2 separate regions of the Mus musculus genome follow, and region 1 is linked to region 2. Evidence: chromatin contacts called from public Hi-C data. All regions are on one chromosome and are shown on one strand. The core of a region is the stretch at or near the end of the contact, and the rest is flanking DNA. Distances in the headings are between cores, read along the strand shown. Region 1 overlaps Lockd (lncRNA downstream of Cdkn1b). Region 2 overlaps Borcs5 (BLOC-1 related complex subunit 5).

Region 1 (7,096 bases), core at 2,275-4,774, 270 kb after region 2:
GAGCCCTGTCTTGATCTCCATCGGAGTTTGAAGAGTGCACAGCCAGGAAAGCTCCAAGCTTCCTTCGTTCCTTCCTTAAATATGGCCAGCATTATTTACAGTTCCCCTTTACACTGGAGGTGAAAAGCATACTGGAATTTATCACTAAGCCAATTTGTCCTTCTTAAATGTCTTTACTACATGTTTTCCTGTCCCATTGAATTCTTGTTCTTAATTTCTTGGTGTATACAATGTTTTCATCTTTTGGATTTTTTTTCCCCTGAGGTTCCAGTCTAGGTGGCTCCAGTTTCTCTCAATTGCAATCACCAGATTGCATTTTCAGCATTTCAGCATTTTTTCTTCTTGTTTTCCCTTCTTCTGCAGGAGGCTGATGGATCTCATTCCACCCTCTACACCTCAAGCGCGGTCTTTTTACACGACTTTGCCCCTAGACATAGACTTTTTGGCTCTGTCATCTGGGTTCTATAGCTCTGTCTTCTTTTCTTTTCTCTTTATCCCAAGCTTTTCTACTGATGCGCCAACCTCAGGTCTTGCCTGTTCTTCATTGATTTTTCTCTTAATATCTGGAGCTGGGGCATTCTCTGGTCTAGAGAGACTGAGTCTTCTACTTTGGCTTTAGCATTCATGATGCTGCTAATCTACTCTTCCACGGGATCAATTCTGTCTGACATATCCCCAGGTGTTTCACTTTTCACAGGCTCAGGTGACATGTATGTGTCTTTTGCTGGGAGCAGCCCTCGATTCTTTTAAGTAAGTGCAAGCTTTCCCCTGTTGCTTCCTGCTTTGGTGACACAGCTCAGCCCCCTGGTTCTCCAGACATTGGCATCTCTTGCAGATTTCCCTTCGAGGAGCAGGGAAGCATTGCTTAAAGTCATACATCTTACAGGGAAGTCACTGGAACATAGGGGATGGTACCCCACTTGGATTAGTATGGTAGTTGGCAGCAGGAACATGAGGCAGCAGGTGATATTGCCTTTGTAGTCAGGAACACAGAGAGGAAGATGAATAATGGTGTTCAGCTCACTTTTTCCTTTTTGCTTAATCTGGGACTCAGGTCCTCCATGAAGCTAGTGTCACTCACATTTAAGATTGTGTTGTGTGACAAAACTTTTCCAGGGGAAATGCAGCACACACATCTACTCACCCCACATAGGAAGCTGGTAACAGACCAAATTACAGATACCACCGAAGTCCAACTTGGTGAGTTTTATTGGGGTCACCTATAGGAATATGGGTGAGGAGTTACTTACAGGAGCAGAAATGACTGAAAGACAGCTGTGTCACTGAAGCCACTACAGGTGACACCTCACAAAGCTGGGAACCTGGAGCTCACCGCATAGCTTGCAGGCAGCTCACTAGGTTGGAGAATGTCCTTTCGAGTTGCCTCATTGGTCTAAACCTCTTCCAGACAGCTCTGTTAGTTTCTGCTTCTTCTAAGTAGCTGGTCTAGTCTCAGAGGATTCCTTGAAGTTTTGCTTGCCTGAGAGTCTTTGTAGTTCAGCTGAGCTTTTCTGAGAGGGAATCTCAGTTTTTATTGCTTATTCTGGCAGGGAGGGGCACAGTGAATTTTGTCAGTTTCAGGGACTTCCTGAAGTTTTTTTGAGTTGTTTATCTCCCTGCTTAAAGAGCTTCCCTGCTAGATGGAATGTTTCAATCTTGGTGTAAATTGTTACATAACAGGTGGCTCTTCTCATTTCAATGAACTCAGTCTTGTAACTATCACAGCTGTGCCCAGAGACAGAGTATCTCTTAGGTGCGCAATTGTTCCTCTTAATAGTCAACTTGGCAGACTCTAGAACCTCCTGGGAGATGGGCCACTGGGCATGCCTCTGGGTAATTGTTTTATATGTTAATTGGTGTGGGAAGACAAGGCACAATTCTCTAGGCAGAAGATCATGGGCCTCATAAGAGTAAAGAAATTGAGCTGAGCACTGGTGCACAAGCCTTCATCGTTGTCTGTTCCTGACTGTGGGTGAACTGTGGCCAGCAGACTCAGGCTCTTGCCTTTGTGACTTCCCTTCTATGAATGTTTATAGCTTGGCACTGTGAGCTAAAAATAAACCCATTTCTCTTCCCAGTTGCTTTAGGTAGGGTATTTTATCACAGCAACAGGAAACAAACCATGACAAAGTAATTCTAGATCTTGTCTAATTGACAGTGTATATATGTGTGCATGTATATACAAATTCTACCTATCTATTTATCTATCTATCTAGATATCTATCTATCTAGACAAAATCTCTTTCTACATGTCTCTGGCTGTCCAGGAACTCTCTATGTAGACTAAGATAGCCTTGAACTTACAGAGATCCGTTTACCTCTGTCTCCCGAGTATTGAGATTAAAGGCATGCATGATTATTCTCAGATTTATGTATAATTTTTAAGCATTTATTTGTGTGCACAGAGAGGTCAGAGGCCAACTTTCAGGAGTCAGTTCTCTCCTTCGAGTGGGTCCCGGGGTCAAACTCAGGAGCTTGGCGACTAGTGTATTATCTCTCTGAGCTATCAATGGCTCTCAGATTGACAGCATTAACTATGAAAGTCTCGAATAGTACACACTAGCTTCAAACTGGCCACAAAGCCATGGATGGTCTTGAACTCCTGATCCCTCCTACCTCTACCCCCAAGTTCCTCTACCTCCCCAGTACTGGGATTAAAGGAGTGTGCCATCATACCTCAATCTTGGTGATAGATTTTTCTTTTTTAAGGTCCCTGGTGTTTGGTAATTTTTTTTTGTAGTATTTTATTTATTGCTGACACAGTTTGGCCCAGAGAAGGATTTTAGATTTTTCTTCCTACATCTTTGCTCAGCTAAACACCATTGTTCAAGATCTCGAACCACCAGGGCATAAAACTGAAGTACTGAGGCCCCTTCCTAGTGTTTGGCCTTTAGAACACTTGCCTAATTCTCTGTAGTAATTACATTCCTGTCCATCTCCTCCAGCAGACTATTATGAGCACAATACACTAGTCATGTCGGAGATAACAGCCTGACCTCAGCGTGGCTGCAAAATGAAGCCACTTTTGGCTTTCCTAAGCCATCAGGTAACATCGTCACATGGTCTTCCTTTTCTAATGAGAGCCTAGATATTCACTGCTCATCCCGCACGAAGGGACTATTGCTTTCCTCGACTCCTGTGAGTATGTAGTTTGTGGCCATGAATTAGGAACTTAGCTTTCTTGGAAAATAACCTGAGCTGTGTCAGTGGAATGCATTGATGCCAGCAAGGAAATAGGAATCCTGGGACTGTGGCCAGAAGGAACCTATAAGTCATCTTGTCTAAAGTCCCTGCAGGAAATTACAAATTAGAATTCTCTCATCTGTAAATAGAAAGATTGGGCGAGTGACCTCGTGTACCCAATATTCTGTGATCCAGCTCAGGTCAGCCAAGTACAGGGTGGTAACTAAAGACTGGTCGGGTAATGGAAATGTAAAATGATTTTCCCCAGTGCACAGTGCTCTTGAGTAAGTCACGGAAGAGCTAGTCTCGCAGGAGGCATTCTCTGGTGTGCCAGCTGCGAAAGATCAAGGAATACAAGTTTGGGGATAATGTTACCAGTAAGATCTCACGTGGTAAGAAGATGGAAGAGGTTCAGTTTTCTGTGGTTTGTTAAGGCATCCTCCAGTTAATGGGGATGGTATTTATGCCTCCCTTACGTGCCTAGGAAACCAAACACACGATACAGCGCTTAATGCTATTGGTGTTAGGTAGAAAAAAATAAATTCTAGAATGCCCTGAGCATGCTGGAAGTGGGGCAGGAGGATCAGAGGTTCAAGGTCAGCCTAGGCTACATGAGACCTTGTCTCCAAAAAAAAACCCTAAAAAGTGGCTACAGAGATTGCTCAGTGGGTAAAGCGGCTGTCACAGAGCCTGACAACTAGAGCTTAATTCCTGGACCCCACCCACATGGTGGAGGGAGAGCCCTGACTGCTTCAAACTGCCCTCTGACATCCACATGCTTGGCTGTAGCATGTGTGTGCACTCACGTGTGCCCATACCAAATAAATAAGTAAACAAATATGGAATACATATTTTTATATATTATGTACGTATGTGTTTGTATGTGTGTATGCATATATATTATGTGTGTTTCTGTATGTATGCATGCATATTATTAAATATGTGCATATTATGTATTATGTGTGTGTGTTTCTAAGAGGCTGAAACTGGCTGTCTCCCTCAATCTCTCACACATTTTTTGTTGTTGTTGTTTGGTTTTTTTTTTTTTAAGACAGGGTTTCTCTGTGTAGCCCTGGCTGTCCTGGAACTCACTCTGTAGACCAGGCTGGCCTCAAACTCAGAAATCCACCTGCCTCTGCCTCCCGAGTCCGGGGATTAAAGGCGTGCGCCACCACTGCCCGGCTTCTCTTACACATTTTTTGAGACAGTTTTCTACTGAACCTGGAGCTCCTTAGCACAGGAACACCTTGAATTTTTTTCTCAAAAGATTTATTTATATTTTTATGTGGGTGAGTGCTCTGGCCACTGTTTGTACATGCACCATATGTGTGCAGTGTCCATGGGGACCAGAAAAGGCCATCAGATTCCTTTGGAGCTGGACTGACCCAGGGCTGTTAGTTGCCATGTGGGTGCTGGGACCTGGGTCCAAACCCCCAACCCCCAACAGGGTTTCTCTGTGTAGCCTTGGCTGTCCTGGAACTCACTCTGTAGACCAGGCAAATCTCTAAGTTGGAGATCCACCTGCCTCTGCCTTCTGAGTGCTTGGATCAAAGGTATGTGCTACCCAGCTCAAAGCCTCTTTAAAAAAAATTAATTTTTATTTATTTTTTTAGAAGACATTTTCTTTTTTTTCCCTTGTTGTCTTCCTCCTCCTCCTCCTTGTTTTCTAATATTTATTTATTTTATGTGAGCCCACTGTAGTTGTCTTCAGACACACCAGAAAGAGGGCATCAGATCCCATTACAGATGGGCTGTGAACCACCATGTGGGAATTGAACTCAGGATCTCTGAAAGAGCAGTCAGTGCTCTTAACTGCTGAGCCATCTCTCCAGCCCTTATTTTTATTTTTAAAACCACATACGTATGTTTGCTTGTATGCATGTTCCTTCAGAGGCCAGAAGCGTCTGTCAGAACCCCCTGGGGACAGAGTTATAGGTGGCATGAGCTGCCTGATGTGGGTGCTGGGTCCTTCGAGAAGCAGTATGTGTTCTTAATTACTGAACAGCCTGGTCTACAGAGTGAGTTCCAGGACAGCCAGGGCTCTCCAGGTCCCAAACCTAATCCTCTGCCTCCACCCCCGAGCACTGAGACATGGGCTTCTGCCACCACGCATCCACCCAGCCTTTCCTTGGTATGCTGCTTAGCACACACGAAACACGACTATTAAAGGAAAAGCTTCATTAAGTGAAACTGATGTAGGACGACATACTTGAGCCATCAGACCACACAGTGGTCATAGTAACAGGATTTAGGTATTTGAAGAGTGAGATCCCAGCAAGAGCCAGGCATATGAGGCCAGAGGCTGGGAATGCAGCCCAGAGGTAGGGGGCTTGCTTAGCACAGAGCCTGCGTTCTTTCCCCAGCACTGAAGGGAGTGAGAATTGAAGGCCAGTTTGGATTGCGGAGACTCTGTGTAGAGTCTGCCTGTTGAATCAGAGGCCTCAGGAGGTCGACCTCATCAAGGCTACTTCTCCACCCAGTTACTGGTTTTAGCGGGAGTTCCCTTCTTATTGTCGTAATGAGTGGCTGCTTGTGCTATTTTTGGGCCAGTTGGTGTTTTGCTATTTGGCTGTATAAGCTAATAGCCCATGGATGAAAAAAAGACTCATTTTCTTTAAAGAACCAGCATAAAAAAAAAACTTCAGTGTGTGTGTGTGTGTGCGCGCGCGCGCGCGTGCGCGCACGCACACGCACACACACACACACACACACACACACACACACACACACACACACACACACACACACACACAAGCACTTGAACGTGTGCCAAGGCCAGAAAATAACTTGGAGAATCAGTTCGCTTCCACCGTGTGCGTTCTGGGGCTTGAACTCACGTCATCAGGCTTGGCAGCAAGCATCGTTACCTTCCGAGGATCCTCTAGACTCTCAGCAGCTTTTTTTGTTTTCTTATTTCTGTGTGTGTGTGTGTGTGTGTGTGTGTGTGTGTGTGTGTGTGTGTGTTTAAACTATTTTATGTGTTTGAGTGTTTGCCTACATGTATGTTATGTGCACGTCTTGCATGTGGAGATAAGAAAGGGATGTGGGACACCCTGGAACTGGAGATGTGCGTGGTTGTGAGCTACCCCACGAGGAGGAATCACAGTCAGGTCCTCTTTGAGAACACCAAGCGCTCTGAACCACCGAGCCATCTCTCTAGCCCTTATTTCTGTCTTTTGTTCGTCTGTTTGTTTTTGGTTTTTTGAGATAAAGTCTAATGTAGCTCAGGTTAGTTTTAAATTACCTAGGAAGTAGAGGCTGGCCTTGAAATTTTAACTTCCGGTTTCAACCTCCAAGCAGCTAGTATCATAGGTGCGTGCCATTCACACCCACCCACGGTTCATTCTCAATCTCTCTCTCTCTCTCTCTCTCTCTCTCTCTCTCTCTCTCTCTCTCTCTCTCTCTCTCTCTCTCTCTCTCTCTCTCTCTCTCTCTCTCTCTCTCTCTCTCTCTCTCTCTCTCTCTCTCTCTCTCTCTCTCTCTCTCTCTCTCTCTCTCTCTCTTCCTTCTTGTTTTAAAGTTATTGACCATTATTAGCTTCGGGGCAAGGTCTCACTAGTCACCCAGGCTAGCCTTCAGCTTTGTCCTCTTGTTTCGGCTTTCTCCCAAGTGTGTGTGGGGGGGGGGATAATAAAAATGAGCAACCCAGGGATTTTTGTTGTTGTTGACTTGTTATTTTGGAACTTGAAGATTAGCAAAGAGAGCCCTCTGCTGGCCAAAGTGGCACAGTGACCAAAGTTGATCCGAGGCTAGGCCAAAAGTTGCCGCGGGCCAGATCAGCTGTCTTTGGGTTTTTCAGTTAACAACTTAATATTTTTCTGTTCATTTCTTCAGCTGTCAACCCAGGTTTGTTTGGAGCTCGTGAATGTGATCTCTGATCCCCAACTCAGTCCCCGCTCTCACCTCCACCATT
Region 2 (6,805 bases), core at 1,710-4,209:
TTGTTGCAACAGGAAAGAGGATACCTTTAAAGCTGTGGGATTTTGCGGGGGTGCGGGGGGCAGGGGTTGCTGGAAAGATGGCTCAGAGGTTAAGAGGACCTACTGTTCTATCATGAGGACCAGAGATCTGATCCCATACCCCAATCAGGTGATACTGGATAAATTATCTACATGGATGGATGGATGCCAGGAATAAGGGTCAAAAATGGTCTCAGTAGACTCGAAAGATGGGCTAAAGCCACAGTAACATTTAACAGCAGTATATCAAGTTATACATTTAAATTAAAAATAAACAGTTGTCCATGGATATGGTACAAATGTCAATGACAATTCAGTGTGGGTTTTTATGGGTCTCAAGTTTAGAAAAATGGTATTCATAGGCACGGTATTTGGCTCCAATGACTGCTGGAGGCTCCTCAGGATAAAGACAGGAATTTGAAGGCAATTGCCTTTAAATTACAACTGCTATTATGGTTTTATTGTTGCAACAGGAAACATGACATTGGCACTTTGAAAGCTGTGGGATTGGGGGGGCAGGCAGAGAGGGGGTGCTGGAGAGATATCCCGGAGGTTAAGAGGACTTACTGTTTTATCATGAGGACCAGAGATCTGACCCTAGTACCCACATCAGGCAGCTTATAACTGCCTGTAACTCCAACTTCAAGGGATCCAATGTATTTCTACCCTTCACTAGCATTTGCATGTAGTCTCACACAGATGTACACATAGATAAAAATAAGTCTTTAAAAAAGTCTGTATTTTTGGGTAATTACTGGGGCAGTGGTCTGAGATGGACAACCCAGTTAGGTAGTCACTGTAGTTTTCTAATGATACACTGATCAAAGTCATGGCTGAGTTAGGGCCGGTAGAAGAGCAAATCTGAGTTGTCTCAAAGAAGAGAGGAGGGTGAGAACTGAAAGCAGAGGGCAGTATGCCTGACTGGGGAGGCAGGATAATGGCCGAACTGAAAGCAGATTAATTTCTTAAACTGGCTCCTCTGAACCACAGCTAGGAGTCATATCAGTGATGGAGGCTGAATGGCATGGCCTAGCCCCTGGGAGTGTTTCTCTGGTCATGAGTGAACTTTCAATGACGTGGGAGTATTTTTGGAAAGGGAGGGCAGCAGATATCTTTCAGATTTAATGGTTTTCTGAGTCAATTTTGCACTGGTGGTAGTCTTCCAGTCATGGCACACACTCTGTGCTGGTGTACTTAGCACACAAGTAATGATGTATGCAGTGCTCTTGGAAAGGAGTAGGGGTTATGAAATCGTTATACTATTATTTTACTGTTTGTGCCAAGGAGCGATCCATCTGGGGTTCTGTTCTCTAGACCCAGAGTGAATACTAATAGGAATTTATGGCACTCTTGTTGGAAATTTCTACTCTCATTTAGAAGCCATTAACAATTGTGTTGATAAAATAATGTTTTAAATGGAGCATATGAAACCCATGCTTAGCAGCTGTACCCTTCCAGAACACTAGCTTATAAAGTACTCCTCGGAGGAGCCTGTGGGTGGGATGAAGTCACCTGAGTAATTTTCTGTAATTATAACCTTCAGAGCTGCTTCCTTTGTCTTTTTCAGGTTAACTTTAAACAAACTCAGCAGCCGCAGCATTGCAGCAACCTATGATTTTCTTTTTCTCTACAAACGTGTGTGTGTGTGTGTGTATGTGTGTGTGTTTCATTGTCAGGGATGGAACCCAGGATCTCTTGCATGCTAGTCAAGTGCTGTATCTCTAAGCTGCACCACATCCTGGAATTTTGTTAAATCGTCACAGTTACAGAGGAAGATAGATTTTTTTTTAAATTCTTGTTCCTTCTTTAGTTTACTTCAATTTATATTTATGAGAAATGTTGGAACTCACAAACAGTGAGCTAGCTATCTGCTTGAAGATTACTGAGCTCAGAATGGCACCTCTCCAATCACTGCTAGGTAGGATTTGGATCTGAGTGAATTCATTCCTACAACATGCCCCTGAGAGCCCCAGAAGGAAATGTTAGTGCCGTGCCCTGTCACAGTTCCATGGTTGGGTTCCTTGTGCGCATCCCAGAATACGACAGTGTCAGGCAAAGCGTAGATGATGCTTAGACTGTGAATGGTGCCTTCCCAGCCCTGCGGTCAAGTCAGGGCGTGGGGCCTCGGAGACCTAGCAAAGGAGGAGCTGAGCCTGACACAGTCTGCTGCTCCCATCACGGCTGGCCACTTAGACACCAGAACCACAGTCCCTAGTCAGCTCTTTAAACTTTATATTACTTAATGTGTAGAGTAAAATGTTGGCCTTCAAAAGCATTTAAACGGTGCCTTGCTGAAGTATATAGCAGAAAGTAGTTATAATACATGGTTGCTATTCTTACCTTTTCTTTTTTCCCTCCCATAAGTAACAAATGATCTAGAATAGTCTGGGGCTTACTTTTTTATTTTTCTTTTATCTTTTTGGATCATCTATTAGCTCTTTCTTACAATGATGAAACAGAAATATCTTTTGTGGGGTGTAAACATGATCAAGTCGGGCTGGCGAGGTGGCTCAGTGATTAAGAGCACTGACTGCTATTCCCGAGGTCCTGAGTTCAAATCCCAGCAACCACATGGTGGCTTACAACCATCTGTAATGAGATCTGACGCCCTCTTCCGGTGTGTCTGAAGACAACTACAGTGTAATTACATATAATAAAAAATAAATCTTTAAAAAAAATGATCAAGTCATCTTGTTATGTTACCCTTTCTAGTAACTTAGGGGCAATGTTTTAGCTTGCTGAGACTGCCTGGAAAGTTCTTTGTGCACACGTATAGGGCCTTGTGTCAGAGAAATGTTTCAGAAGATCTGCAAATAGATCAAGAACATAGGGAAGGCAAACAGAAGGAAGTTAGTCATCTTTGTTGCTTCAGAACTGAGCAAACGTTTTGGGAGAGCGAAGTTCCTGCTGGACATCACTGAATAAGAATGAGTTGATGTCACAGTTGGCCAGAAGCAACTTTTTTTTTTCCTTTTTTTCTTTTTTGTCATACAAAGAGTACAGCAGGATGGGGAGGAGAGAGTGAAGACAAGGGGAAAAGAATTGTAGGGGAAATGAACTGGAGAAGGAATGTAAGAATGGCTCACTTGTTGTGAGTAGCATTGCTATGTATAAAAGCTGTGCTTTTCTTATCAGGAGGAGTCCGCCTTACAGGAGCTGGGAGCAGGGATGTTTCCTGGCTCCTCTCCAGGCTCAGAGGGCCACTGTGTGCTGATCCCTGAAGAGGGCTGTGGAATTATGTTGATTTAGTGTCAAGGAGGAATGGCCCCTGTTGCTTCTTTGTCTCAAAATAGTCCTACAATCATGATGAGTGAAGAAGTGCATAAGACACGGGGCCGTGGAACTCAGAATAGTCGTTTTAGCAGTCAACCTTGGAGAAAAGGCCACTGCCTCTGCCTCTGCCCCTGCCCCTGCCCCTGCCCCTGCCCCTGCCCCTGCCCCTGCCCCTGCTCCCCCCAATCCTAGGCAAATTTGTTGGAAATTGGAATTTGTTGGAACCTGGGTGGCCAGGTTTAGGTAACTAATTGTCCATATTTCTAAAAACTCGGCAGTGTCAAGATTGGCCAAATTCAGGTTGGAATCACCTGAAGCTAGCTAAGTGAATATCTAAGTGAAGCTCTCTAAGGTCCAGGCTTAGAGGAGGAGGGGTTGCAGACACCACTGGTGTCTTGGGTGTACTACTCTTCGTTGTGTGTGCACTGTGCTGTTTGGAGTGTTGAACTTTTCTACTCACTAAATTCCAGTAGTGACCTCAGTTTTGTGACAGTTAAGAGAGGCCATAATTTTTTAGAATTTTCTCTAGGGCTAGGAGAGGCTGAAACAGCCTATCTCACCAAACAGTCCAGTTTTGTTTGTTTGTTTGTTTTTAATCATTTATTTAAAGATCATGGGACATCTTAGTGAACTGTGTACTTGCAGTGTAGCATAGCTTTCATTTGGAATGGATTTTATTTCTGAAAACTGGATAAAATACTTTGGAAAAATAGATGCAGGGGGTGGGGGTTGGAGGGAGACATTGTCAGGAAATAGAGGAAGAGGCACAAGGCTTCTTAAGTGGGCCATTGGTTCCCAAACGGTACCAGCTGTCTAGTCTTGTGGTGCTTCCTCTACATCCTGAGAGGCAGGAGGTAAGCAGCTCACGGTGGAGACAAGGGGTTGGAGGAAACAAGAGATGGAGGCCTGGGGAAGAGGCAGGCATGAGAAAGTGCCTGAGATTGGTATGCAAAGATGAGAGACAGAGACAGTGAGAGGTGGGAACAAAATCTAGAGATCTCCTGTGCTGTGAAGCGTAGAACAGTGTGCTTCTGGAACTCTTTAGTTCAGAAGGCCACAGTTTGGAGCGTCTAAGAGAGAAGCACTCTGAGATAATGATTCTATTTACAGATGTTCACATGCATGTTGGATGTTCACATGTATGTTGACAGTATTTATTGATGCATATCAGAATACAGTATCTCATGCCCCTTTGCAGGTGCCAGCTCATAAGCCATGTGCCATGTGTCTTCCTAGATGTACACTGTGCCTTTTGCATCTGTTGTGGCTTCTAGGTCTCAGCAACCATTTACCCCCAGGTTTCCCCAAGTCTGACTCAGAGAGTCATAGTTTTCCACTGATCTGGACTTTCTGAAAGTAAAGCAATGTGTTATTGGAAAAGCTATGCACAAACACTAGCCAAACATTAGCTTCAAACTTGCCAGATGAAATGTTATTAAATAAGATGCACAAATAAAGGAAACATTTATGAAATATGAGCAAGTCTCCTTAATCTTTGTTATCAGCTACAACTTATAACCTTGGCTTTGCACTAAGGCCTAATTGAGCCTAAGAATAGTTCTTAGACTGCTTCCCCAGAGATCATTCGGTTCTACAGATAGACCTTCAGTTGCATGCCTAGCACTGGATTTTAAGACTTTGGCCAGTAGTCATCCTAGCAGCCTTTCTTCAAGTGAAAGTTTTATTTATGTCATAGACTGTTTCTCTGAGTGCCTACTGTGTCACCATTTCTAATTGTCTACCCTTGTAAACTCTTACCACAACTAGAAATTACCTGGTCAACCACATGACCAAAGAAAGTTTGTAGTTAATTTCCAAATGCTGCCTGGGGCTGAGGGTAAGGTGTACCAAACCCTTTTGGGAAAAAGCACCATGGTTTGCATCAACTTTGTAGAGGGCTCTTATATCCCCAAGAGTTTAAAGACTCCTGCTGTGGAGAGACAGCCTTGTCCTCAGCAGAGATTGCTGCAGTAGAGATCACTAATGCTTATAGGATTATTTAGAATGTCTCTTTATAGTATCTTGGCATATAGAAGTTAACTGCTTTCTATTCATTCATCTTTATCAGATCTTAACAATTGGACATATTTGTTTCAGATCTTTTGTCCCTTCAAGGAAAAGAAAAATAAACTTAGATCTCTCATCCCATGTGTAATGGCTAATTTTTATTGTCAGCTTGAGTAGTCTCTAGGAGACTCTTAGGGGTACATATTTCTAATCCTAATCATTAGGAGTTAGAGGCAGGATCAGGAGAGTTCAAGGCTAATCTTAGCTACATAGCAAGTTTGAGGTCAGCTTGTGGTACACGAGGTACTCTCGCAAAAATAAACAGTATAAGTAAAGAATTAATTAATGTCTAGGACATTAGTGACAACTTTCAGTTGTGTCTGTGCATGTGTCCAGAGAGGAGAAGGGGAAGGACCTGCCCTGAGTGTGGACACCAACATCCCATGGGCGTGGCCTGGACTGGGTGAAAATAGGGGAAGTAGTAAAGGCAGTAGAGTACCAGTGTTCATCGCTCTGCATCCCGCTGTGTAGACACGTGAGGAGGTAGCTGCCACACATCCTGCTGTGTAGACATGTGAGGAGGTAGCTGCCACACATCCCGCTGTGTAGACACGTGAGGAGGTAGCTGCCACACATCCTGCTGTGTAGACATGTGAGGAGGTAGCTGCCACACATCCCGCTGTGTAGACATGTGAGGAGGTAGCTGCTACACATCCCGCTGTGTAGATGTGTGAGGAGGTAGCTGCTACACATCCCCTCCTCCTCAGACCTCCTGATGCTGTGCTTGCCCTACCACAGTAGACTGGCTCCTCAAACTGTGAGCTAACAACATCCCTTCTATCTCAGATTTCTTCTTGAGAGGTATTTGGTTATAGCATCAAGAAAAGAAACTAATACACCATCCTTTTTAGCATTCTCTGATATTCTGACTTTGTGCCTAAAGAACACAATATAGGAAATCATCATCTGACTTGTGTTTTTCATGACTGCTTTTTCCTGTATATCTGCATGATATATGCATTTTCCTGTATCTCTGCATGATATATGCATTTCACTTGTGTATGAATAGTAATCTATGTGCATGCTCCATGTGCTTCTGGAATATACCTTATTTATCCATTACTGTGTAGTTAGCCTGGTCCTGTTAATGATTGAGTTTTCTGTTGTCTCACTATTGAAAATTCTGCAGCAGACATCCTTTCTCACACTTTTTACACATGCATAAGAGTTTTCTCTAAAGCAGGTAACCGGTGACAAGCTGCTGTCCCAGAGTGCACATGTTTCTGCTTTACCATACTCAATTTACCCTTCAAAGTATTTATGTCAGTTTATATCCTTGCTTCCTATGTTGAGTTCCTGTTGTTCCACATCCTCAATAAAAGCGGATATTGTCCAGCTGTTCCATGCTTACCAATTAATTTAAAGGTAGCAGTATGCCTAGCAACCACAGAAAGCTCAGGCTGAGATATAAACCGGACTTTTTAATTCCAGCCTTCCTTCTTTGAAA

What was found. A called contact is a pair of places that touch in the nucleus more often than the background predicts.
Region 1: a Hi-C map of muscle stem cells shows a contact between it and region 2, with 3 times the contacts expected there. The contact joins two enhancer-like sites. A contact is called at or near these places in 1 of 15 datasets of contacts at CTCF or cohesin (the NIH/3T3 cell line), 39 of 484 Hi-C or Micro-C datasets (B cells, the Ba/F3 cell line, the C2C12 cell line and 24 more), 7 of 115 datasets of contacts at active chromatin or transcription factors (the NIH/3T3 cell line, bone marrow-derived dendritic cells, bone marrow-derived macrophages and 4 more) and 1 of 9 other capture datasets (liver).

Annotation. Positions count from the first base shown.
Region 1 is chr6:134,940,692-134,947,787 of GRCm38.p6, forward strand. All of the region lies in intron 1 of Lockd (lncRNA downstream of Cdkn1b), which reads left to right. Among named protein-coding and RNA genes, the nearest start is that of Lockd, 15 kb to the left of the region's middle. Within about 2 kb of position 3,525, at least 25 of the 459 cell types and tissues checked have an H3K27ac peak or open chromatin away from gene starts, as enhancers often do. A contact at or near this core is called in the C2C12 cell line, embryonic fibroblasts, muscle stem cells and 1 more, where this site is marked.
Region 2 is chr6:134,668,137-134,674,941 of GRCm38.p6, forward strand. The region is part of intron 2 of Borcs5 (BLOC-1 related complex subunit 5); the gene reads left to right. Among named protein-coding and RNA genes, the nearest start is that of Borcs5, 31 kb to the left of the region's middle. Within about 2 kb of position 2,960, at least 86 of the 459 cell types and tissues checked have an H3K27ac peak or open chromatin away from gene starts, as enhancers often do. A contact at or near this core is called in the C2C12 cell line, embryonic fibroblasts, muscle stem cells and 1 more, where this site is marked.